2 separate regions of the Rattus norvegicus genome follow, and region 1 is linked to region 2. Evidence: chromatin contacts called from public Hi-C data. All regions are on one chromosome and are shown on one strand. Each heading gives the region's core, a stretch centred on a gene start, on an enhancer-like site or on the middle of the called end of the contact. The rest is flanking DNA. Distances are from core to core; before and after follow the strand shown. Region 1 holds the start of Phyh (phytanoyl-CoA 2-hydroxylase). Region 2 holds the start of Optn (optineurin).

The links. A called contact is a pair of places that touch in the nucleus more often than the background predicts.
Region 1: a Hi-C map of liver shows a contact between it and region 2, with 3 times the contacts expected there. The contact joins the promoter of Phyh here to the promoter of Optn in region 2. A contact is called at or near these places in 5 of 12 Hi-C or Micro-C datasets (the A7r5 cell line, frontal cortex, kidney and 2 more).

The regions. Positions count from the first base shown.
Region 1 is chr17:78,252,958-78,257,548 of GRCr8, reverse strand. It overlaps Phyh (phytanoyl-CoA 2-hydroxylase), which reads left to right and starts at 1,904. Exons shown (of 9, transcript NM_053674.2): 1 at 1,904-1,988. The coding sequence starts at 1,914. LOC120097916 (a long non-coding RNA gene) reads right to left here and starts at 919. Exons shown (of 3, transcript XR_005495811.2): 1 at 1-919.
Region 2 is chr17:78,116,758-78,121,126 of GRCr8, reverse strand. Optn (optineurin) reads right to left here and starts at 2,258. Exons shown (of 14, transcript NM_145081.4): 1 at 2,085-2,258.

The sequences.
Region 1 (4,591 bases), core at 655-3,154, 140 kb before region 2:
GCTTGTCTAGTAAGCGCAAAGCCCTGGGTTCAGTCCCCAGCTCCGAAAAAAAAAAAAAAAAAAAAAGAAAGAAAGAAAGAAAGAAAAAAGGAAACATTACACACACAGAGGCAGGAGAAATTCTGTCTCATATGGCATGATCTTTTGCCCTGTGCTGGCCAGTCTTATGTCAGTTTAACGCAGATTAAAGTCAGCTGACAGGAGGGAATCTCAATGGAGAAAATGCCTTCAGAAGATCCAGATGGCCTGGGTTCGGTCCCCAGCTCCAAAAAAAAGAAAAGAAAAGAAAAAGAAAAAGAAAAAGAAAAAAAAAATCCAGATGGAAGGCATTTTCTTAACTAGTGATGGATGGGGAAGGCCCAGCCCATGGTGGGTGGTGCTACCCCTGGGCTGGTGGCCGTAGGTTCTAGAAGAAAGCAGGCTGAGCAAGCCATGGGGAGCAAACCAGGAAGCAGCACCTGTCATGTCCTGTGCATCAGCTCCTGCCTCCAGGATCCTGCCCTGTTTTGAGTTCTTGTCCTGACTTCCCTTAACGAAGAACGAACAGTGCGGTAAAAATGTAAGCCGAATAAACCCTTTCCTCTCCAACTTGATCTTCTGGTCATGGTTTCATTGCAGCAATGGAAACCCTAAGACAGACCCCCAAACCGGTAATTTTCTCTGCTAGTCAGAGAAACCAGCCAATCCTCAGAGCTTTCACTTCTGCTAGAGGTGACCCGAATTCAGACGACTTTAGTTTTGTTTTCTTCCTTCTCCCTGCAGTTCCCACTGTGCACCAGGTGAGGGCAGTAAGAGGACACCTATTTCCCAAGTGGAAAAAAAGATGCAGTCAGTTCTGCTTTTAAACTGCGGGCCACGTAAGCTTGTCTCTCGCAGACAGAGCCTCCTCCCACCAGGTTACTCAGGCTGGAGGTTAGGAGTTAGCAAAGGAGTCTGCGGGCCCTGGGAGCTTCAGCTAACAGGAGTCTTGTCCCAAAGGTCAAAGCCCAAAGGGCAGGCTAATGAATGAATCTGGGCAGCCTGGCTACTAGCTTGTCTCTCCTGGACTACGGCACTCTCACCAAATTAGCTAACATGTTTATGGCAAAGCAATCTAGAAATAACTCTCTAAGATAAAGAGACCAGAGACAAAGAGATTAAGGTTATGGGCAGTGGCTGAATTTCAAAGATACCAGGAAAACAGTTTTTAACTATGTAAGAAATTTACATATTATTCTGGCTGGTGAGATACACAGAGGTTAACACATCTTGCCGAACAAACCTGACCATCCGAGTTCGATCCCCAAAACGCAGGTAGTGGATGAGACTCAATTTCCCCGAAGATTGTTTCTCTAATCTTCACAAACAAGAACGCAAACACTCTCTCTCTCTCTCTCTCTCTCTCTCTCTCTCTCTCTCTCTCTCTCTCTCGTAACATAAATTATACTAGATTGTGTGAATCATACGTCTTAAAAACTAACGGCCAAACTTTCTAATATTTTAGGATAGATTCACGCTAAATCAAATGTCTCTTTCTGAATAGCACAGATGATTTTTAATTTTTATTTGTTCGTAGTGGGAGAAAGAGTCACACAGATTAGTTGTCCACAGGTTAAAACTACCAAGTTAAAAGTGTGGCTCGGATCCCCAACTGCCTCGGGTTGCTGGGAGACGTGCTCCAGTTGCTACGTTTCGGTGCTGCAGGGAGGATCCTTGGCAGATTAGAACAAAGACACCGCGATCCGCAGCATGGACTCCTAGGCAGCCTCCCGCGTCTCCCTTCCCCCAGCTCCCCAACCCCCAGTCCGGCGTGAGAGGTTGGGGGTGGCGCTGTGTCCTGCCCTTGGACCATACTCCACCCTCTACCAGGAGGCGGGGCTTTCGATGAGTTAAGTGAAGCCCAGGCGCAGCAGCTGCGTCTGCTGGCCCCCACCATGGACTATACGCGCGCTGGTGCCCGGCTGCAGGTCCTTCTGGGACACCTTGGCCGACCCTCGGCCCTTCAGATTGTATCCTTTGGGCTGTGGGTGGGCTCACAGGCTGGAAGGAGCATCTCCACCCTGGTGGTGGCTCCAAGGGCACAAGAGAGCCTTTGCGCCTCCGTCTCTATCCGGTCTCCATTCCCCGGGGGGCCCAGGTGGAGGTCCCCACGATCGGTGACCCCTACATCCCCAGAGCCCTTGTCCAGGGCGACGGATGTGACTCTCTAGACTTAGGTGACTAGCGTGCATCCCCCCATTTTGAGCCTGTTTACCACCGTGGTTTCTTGCTGGGTGCAAAGCGGGAGGCGTAAAGAAAGAGGGGACGACGCCATCACAAGGTGAACTGCCATTTTTTCAGCTGCCTTGGCATTTTTCTGCCCTGCACCCAGAAATGCCAAGGACATTTTGCTCTGTAAACTCAAGTTCAGAGCTGCTTGCCTCTGACCAAGGCCGGCAGAGGCAGGGATCCTCCGTGGTCAGGAGGAGGCGCCAGTCGTCAAAAAGAGAAGGCCGGGGCTCAGGACTCTGCCCTGCACTTTGCAGGCCCTCTCCACCAGCCCTCGAGCTGTCACTTTCCCAGTAGCTGTGTATGCTTCCTCCTCCTGGGTCTAGGTGTCCCAGGTCTCCCGAGGACTTAACTGGCTTCTGGAAGGGACTTGGTTCCCTTGGCCTACCTAGTTCCTTCAGAAGCGAGGGCCTGGTGATAAATGCGTGTGATTCCACTGGGAGGTACAGACTTGAGGATCTTAATGGCCAGACAGCCTAGCCCAAAGTGACAGACTGTTTCAAAAGCAAAACAAACCACTAAACCAAAGCTTGCAAGCAGTTTTGCACATGCACACACACACACACACACACACACACACACACACACACACACACGTTCTCAGGGGGTAGGAGGAAATATCGAACCATTGGCTGCTCAGTCCAGGCTCCTGGCCCAGGAAATTGCTAACGGTTTTGGATCATCGGTGCCCGGCATTTCTGAGGCCGATCAAAGCAGCTCTTTCTTTGATCTTCCCTCTCATTCTGCCTGCGGGGCTTTTGGTTTATAAGCAGCCATGACCAGGCCCACCTCAAACTTAAACTCTTATCTACAAGTCAATAATGTAACTTCATTTTACACTGAGAAACTGATGGGAGAAATAGCCTGATTCAGTGCATTGAACTAAAGCAGTGGTTAGACCTGCAGATCATGTAGAGGTGGGAAATCACACTGTATTTCCTCTTGGCAACTGGATGCTTGCTACATTTTGAGAACTTTGGACACACTGGCACTAGATACATTTGGACTGAAATTTGTTCAGTCTCTTGCTACTCTGTTGGGTTCGTTGGTTCCTTGATTTGTGAGACAATCTTACCATGCATGCATCTCTGACTGGCTGGAATTTGCTATATAGACTGGGTTGGCTTGGGACTCAGAGATCTACCACCTCTGCCTTTCAAGTGCTGGGATTAAAAGTGTACCCTTTTAACTTGAATCCATTTTCAATTTAAATGGCCAGATGTAGCTAGCAGCTGGTATTGGGTATTAGCCGTGCTGGCCAAGAACCATAGGGAATATATTACTAAGTAGAGTTCTAGGAATTGTGGCAGTGTCTTCCCCAGCCTTGATTTACTTCTAAGCAATGTGGATTAGGGCGTAAAGAATGCTTTGTAGTTATGTAATTGGGATCACACTGTATCAAGCTTCCCGTGTGTCTCTTTTCCCTTTACCCGCCCCCCATCTCTGTCATACATCTCAACATCGTTTAACATTTCTCCAACAACAACAGAGACAGTGGAGAGGGCCGAGGAGACCAGCTTGGAGCACTGAGGTCTCTATGTCCTTGCGGCAACATTATGCCGGGAAAGTTGAACAAGAGTGGGAATTGTGGGGCTGGAGAGATGGCTCAGCAGTCAAGAGCACTGGCTGCTCTTCCAGAAGTGTCCCGGGGTTCAATTCCCAGCAAACACATGGCAGCTCACAATTGTCCTCCAGCTCCAAGTGACCTGACACCCTCACACGGACATGCATGCAGGCAAAACACCAAGGCACATTAAATAAATAAGTAAATAACAGACCACCTTTAATCTCCACAGAGGCAGAGGCAGACAGTCTCTGTGAGTTCAAGATCAGCTTACATAGCAAGTTCCCAGCCAGCCAGGGCTACGTAGTAGGATTCTGACTAAAAACAACCAACCAACCAACAACAAGAATAAAAGAACAGAAAAGAAAAGAAAGCAAGAAAAATAATAGACCGAGTATGGTGGCACATGTCTATATAGTTTCACCTCTAGGAATCGAATGGAGGCAGGAGGGTCAATTCAAGGTCATACTTGATGACATAGTAAGACCCAAGGCTAGCCCATGTTGCATGTCCTCTGCCTCAAAAAGTCATAAAGCTCAAGTAAATAAAATAAAAGCTATCCAGGCATGATAACGCACACCTGCAACCCCAGCCCTTGGGAGATGAAGACAGGAAGAGGCTGAGGCCAGCTGGGCTATAAAAACCTCCAGGCTCCATGTGATTAGTTGCAAGGGAGATCCTGTTTCAACAAACAAACGGACAAAGGTAGATATCAGACAAGGTCATGTGAAGTGATATTGTGGGGTCGCTTGGTTGGTCGCTCTCACTGTGTGGCCCAGA
Region 2 (4,369 bases), core at 1,009-3,508:
ACAATAGTTACGGGTTTTCTGCAGTTCTATGACATTCACGTCCAGATTCTTTTTTTTTTTTTTTTTGGTTCTTTTTTTCGGAGCTGGGGACCGAACCCAGGGCCTTGCGCTCACGTCCAGATTCTTGAAGGCAACTTTTCAAACTTATTTTTAAAATCAGAACTGTTTTTCCTCTACCACTGCAAAGGATCTGGATTTATCTATATTCAGTTGTCTTTTTTATCATACCCATGCCAAAGTGGAAGCAAGAAAAGATTTAATAATTTAATTAAGGACAAGAAAAGATTTTGGAAGGCATGCTGGTACACACCCTTGACCTCAGCTCTTGAGGGGCCGAAACAAATTAGATCTCTGTGAGTTCGAGGCCGGCTCAGTCTATGAAATGAGTTTCAGACCAGCCAGGTAGACATAGTGAGACCCATTCTCAAGATCAAATCAAAACAAAAAGATTTTACAGGTCAGAGAGATGGCTCAGTGGGGCCACCTCTCTGTGGGCCATCTCTCGGTGCCATGAATTGGATCCATGGATCTCTCACAGACTGTCCCCCGAAGTCCACAGGAACCATGACACGGAACACCATGACATGTACATGCATGCAGGAACACTCTCTCACACAAACACACAGAAATAAGAAATATAATAAAATGAATGTAAAGGGCTTAATTTCTTTTCTTTTGGATTTTGATGTTCCGGAAAAATCCAAAGACTTCATCAACATCCTAAGTCTCTATAACAAAACTTCAGGAAAGCAGATTTGGGGATTAGTAGGTATATTTCGTGCCCAGACAACTATGTGCTACTTAAATGAGGGAGTTCAATAATAACCAACTAGGGGAAGGCAATAACCAATTCTTTTCAAGCTTATTTCAGGCTCACAAAATATAGTCTCCCTCCCTCCCTCCCTCCCTCCTCCCCCAACCCACTACGCACACTACATAATTTATAGGCCAGTTGTAAAGCTGTAGCTCCTTTCATGATGTTGCACACTACATAAAGTACTGCTCAAACCGGCTCAGCGTATACAGATTAACTACGCACACAATCCACAATGAACCTTCCCTGGCCCAATCAAATCCAAGCCGCCTCTGGCAGTGGCCTCTGCTCAGTCCAGTTCTCCCCCATTATCAGCCCTAGGGCACCTGGCTCCTAACTTCTCTCCCTAGGTCAAAGAGCAAAGTGGCTGCTTTGGGTAAAAGGGCAGCTTTGGATTTACCCAAGTGACCCAATACCGCCTTATGTCATCTTCTTGAGGTTCTCCACAAGATTTTCCATTTCAACCTTAAATACTTCAGGTATACATTCCCACACAAGAGTCCTGACAGTGCAGGCCAGATCAGGGGCTGGGTTTCAGTTTTCCTCCGAGGCCTGTTTACTGCCACCAATTTACACATTGCCTGTGGTTAAAAACTATTCCTTTAAACTTCTCAGCTTTATTAAATTCATTCTCATTATCTCACATCTGCTCCCCCCTCCGTTTCTGTCTCTGTCTCTCTCTGTCTCTCTCTGTCTGTCTGTCTCTCTGACCCACGCCCCCTCTCATGAGTGTATACACATGCATGGATATAGCACAGTTTCCCAGACAGACACGACAGTTTATGTACTCTTCTGTAAGCCTGTCACTTTGGCAAGGGGTCTAATTGTTCACTGTTCCTGGGCGACCTCATTCAGAGTACCTTCATTCCTTGCGACAGCACCTTAACCACTTCCTCCTTAAAATGAACCGACTGCTTGCTTAATCACTCTCAACCTGGGACATCACCTTCAAACCACCTCAGTGACTTCAAATGGAAGTCACCTGCGGCCAGTCAAGCCTGTGTTATACTATCCTGGTGAAAGAGGGGTGTCCTATGGGGGTGGCAGACACTCCCCACCCCCACCCCCGCCGCCCTGTTACACCAGGTCAGGGTCTACTTGGCTCTCGGAAGCCTTCCCCGGACAGCCGTCCTACAGGAGGGCCGCCCAGCTTCGTCACCCTTCCCGCGGCAGGCTCCCAGAGCCGGCGACAGCGAGAACGTCGCTGGGGAGAGTCCGCTGGGGAGAGCTGCGCTCAGCCATCCCCGCCACCCCCGGCCCGGCTCCTCACCGGCCACAGAGATCCGCTCCTCTCAGGTCACTGCTTCGTTGGCATCTTGTCCCAAAGCTCTGGATGCCGACGCCCGCCAGGGACCGGCCAGGGGGCGGCGACCGGGCAGCTGGACGGTGACGCGCGGCCTCGCGACCCGCCAGGCGCCGCTCAGCTGACCGCAGCGCCCGCTCCCGCCCTAGCCGGGGAATTTCCCAGACCACGCCCACCCGGACACGCCCCTGAAAACCACGCCCAACGCCCCGCCCCTCGGCAGCTTTTCCTGAGCCCCGCGGTTCTTCTCCGCGTTTCGTTAGGGATGGAGATCTGGCGCAAGGGAGTTGGGATGAAGCCCAAGTGTCAGAGAGGAGGAGTTAACTACAATAAACTATTTATCAGACTAAATGGGCCGAGTCGGGCTTCTCTGAAAGAGAAAGATCAGAATTACATGGGTTCTCTGAGCCCTTCAGAAGGGTCTCAGGCATCTTCAGAGCAAGGCCATCATGATCTTTCTGCCTCTCTGCTTCTGTTCCCACTCCCACCTGAGTGTGTGTTAAATCTTAGAGCTAGGCATGCCCTCCCACTGATCCTCTGTCCTCTTTTGGAAGCTTTAATTAAAAACCAAAGAGGAAAAGAAAAGAAAAACAAGCCTGCAAAATGTGCTTGAGCTCTTGTTCCCCCAGATCCATTAACATATGGCTGCATCAGATCACCCGGGCAGGTGAGACTGATGGCTGGATTCGGATCTCTCAGGAAGCAGTCTTAACTGTCATGGTGCTATACTAGACCGGAAGATGCCTCTGCCGAGACCCTAGAAGGCAAAGCTAGAAAATAATAAAGAACCGTTCTGGTTTGCATTCCCAACCCCTGGGCATCAGCAAGGTGGCATCGCAGGACGCAGATGGCATTTGATCGGAAGGATGAGCTCCCGGCAAAGCGTTGCCTTGACAACCGGACCCTGGTGAAAGGTAAGAAGGAAGAAACTGGGGCCAGCTCCTAGGCGGCTCAGAAGACAGCATGAGATCAGGTTTTGTGCTCAAGGTCAAAGCGATGGCATAACCAGGGAAGAATTTTGATGACTGAGGAAAGAGCTATAGGAGAAATAAAGAACACGTGGTTTCGATTGCCTGTGCACCTGCACACAGGTTGGAGGGAAAGGTCGGAATCCTCACCAACACAGCAGGAGACAGCCCAGCCCAGCCCATCTAATTACATAGACCGGATCACCTGCTGTCCATTCCATGACCTGGCCTCAAGTGTTAACCCTAAAACTGGGCAGAGAAGGTCTGAAAGTTGTGTCATGGGGGTGGGATGAGACAGGGACCTGTCATTTTTACGATATTCTCCACAACCAACACAGAAGACTCCTGTGAACCCTTGTCATGTCTCTTCGCCACCAACCAGTTGTATTTGCAGGGGATATGGGCCAAATGTTCTTTCATTCTACTGAGTTCTTACCTGTGGTGGCAGGTCCCACAGGTAAGAAGGCCACCCTGCAGATCTGTTTGAGCCTTCCTGGACCAACAGGAAGCCCCAGGTTGTTTTTCCCAGAGTGTCTGACCCACTCCCCTGCTGTACGATGGGTTTTACTCATTTGCCACACAGCTCACAGAACTCAAGGAAATGCTTTTGTTCACCAGCTTATTATAAAAGCATATTTTAACAAATACGTATAAACAGCTAGATGGGGAGTTATGTAAGGCAAGGTCTGGAAGTGCTCCCAAGACAGAAGATTCTGTCGCTGTGGAGTTGGGGTGTGTCCTCCTCCCTCCTTCCTAGAGGCCTCCTTTCCCCAAGTGTTTAGATATCTAGAAACTCTTGGGTGGATGACATAGTTGGTACAATGCTTGCCCAGTGTTTATGAAACTCTGGATTTGATTCCCAGCATCTTAAGAACCACATAATAGCACTTACTAGAATCCTGTATTGATAGAATGTTAGCCTCAGGAGGATCAGAAATTCAACTTGTCTTTGACTACTACTACTATTACTACTACTACTACTACTACTACTACTACTACTACTACTACTACCACCACCACTAGAGTGAGTTCAAGGCCAGTCTGATTACAAGTCCTTCTCCTCTTCCCTTTCTTCCCTTTCCCTCCCCTCTCCTCTCCTCTCTTCCCCTCTTCTCTTCCCCCCTCCTGCCCTCACAGTTAAACTGAGTTGTTATAACTTTCTCGCTTAACTATTTTAAGCCATGGTAAAGTGAAGTACTATGACAATCGGGGAAGCTGTGAGAATGCAGGGAAGAGGCCACACACTGGCTTACAGAGCCTTGAGAGGGAGGGCAGGAGAGGCAG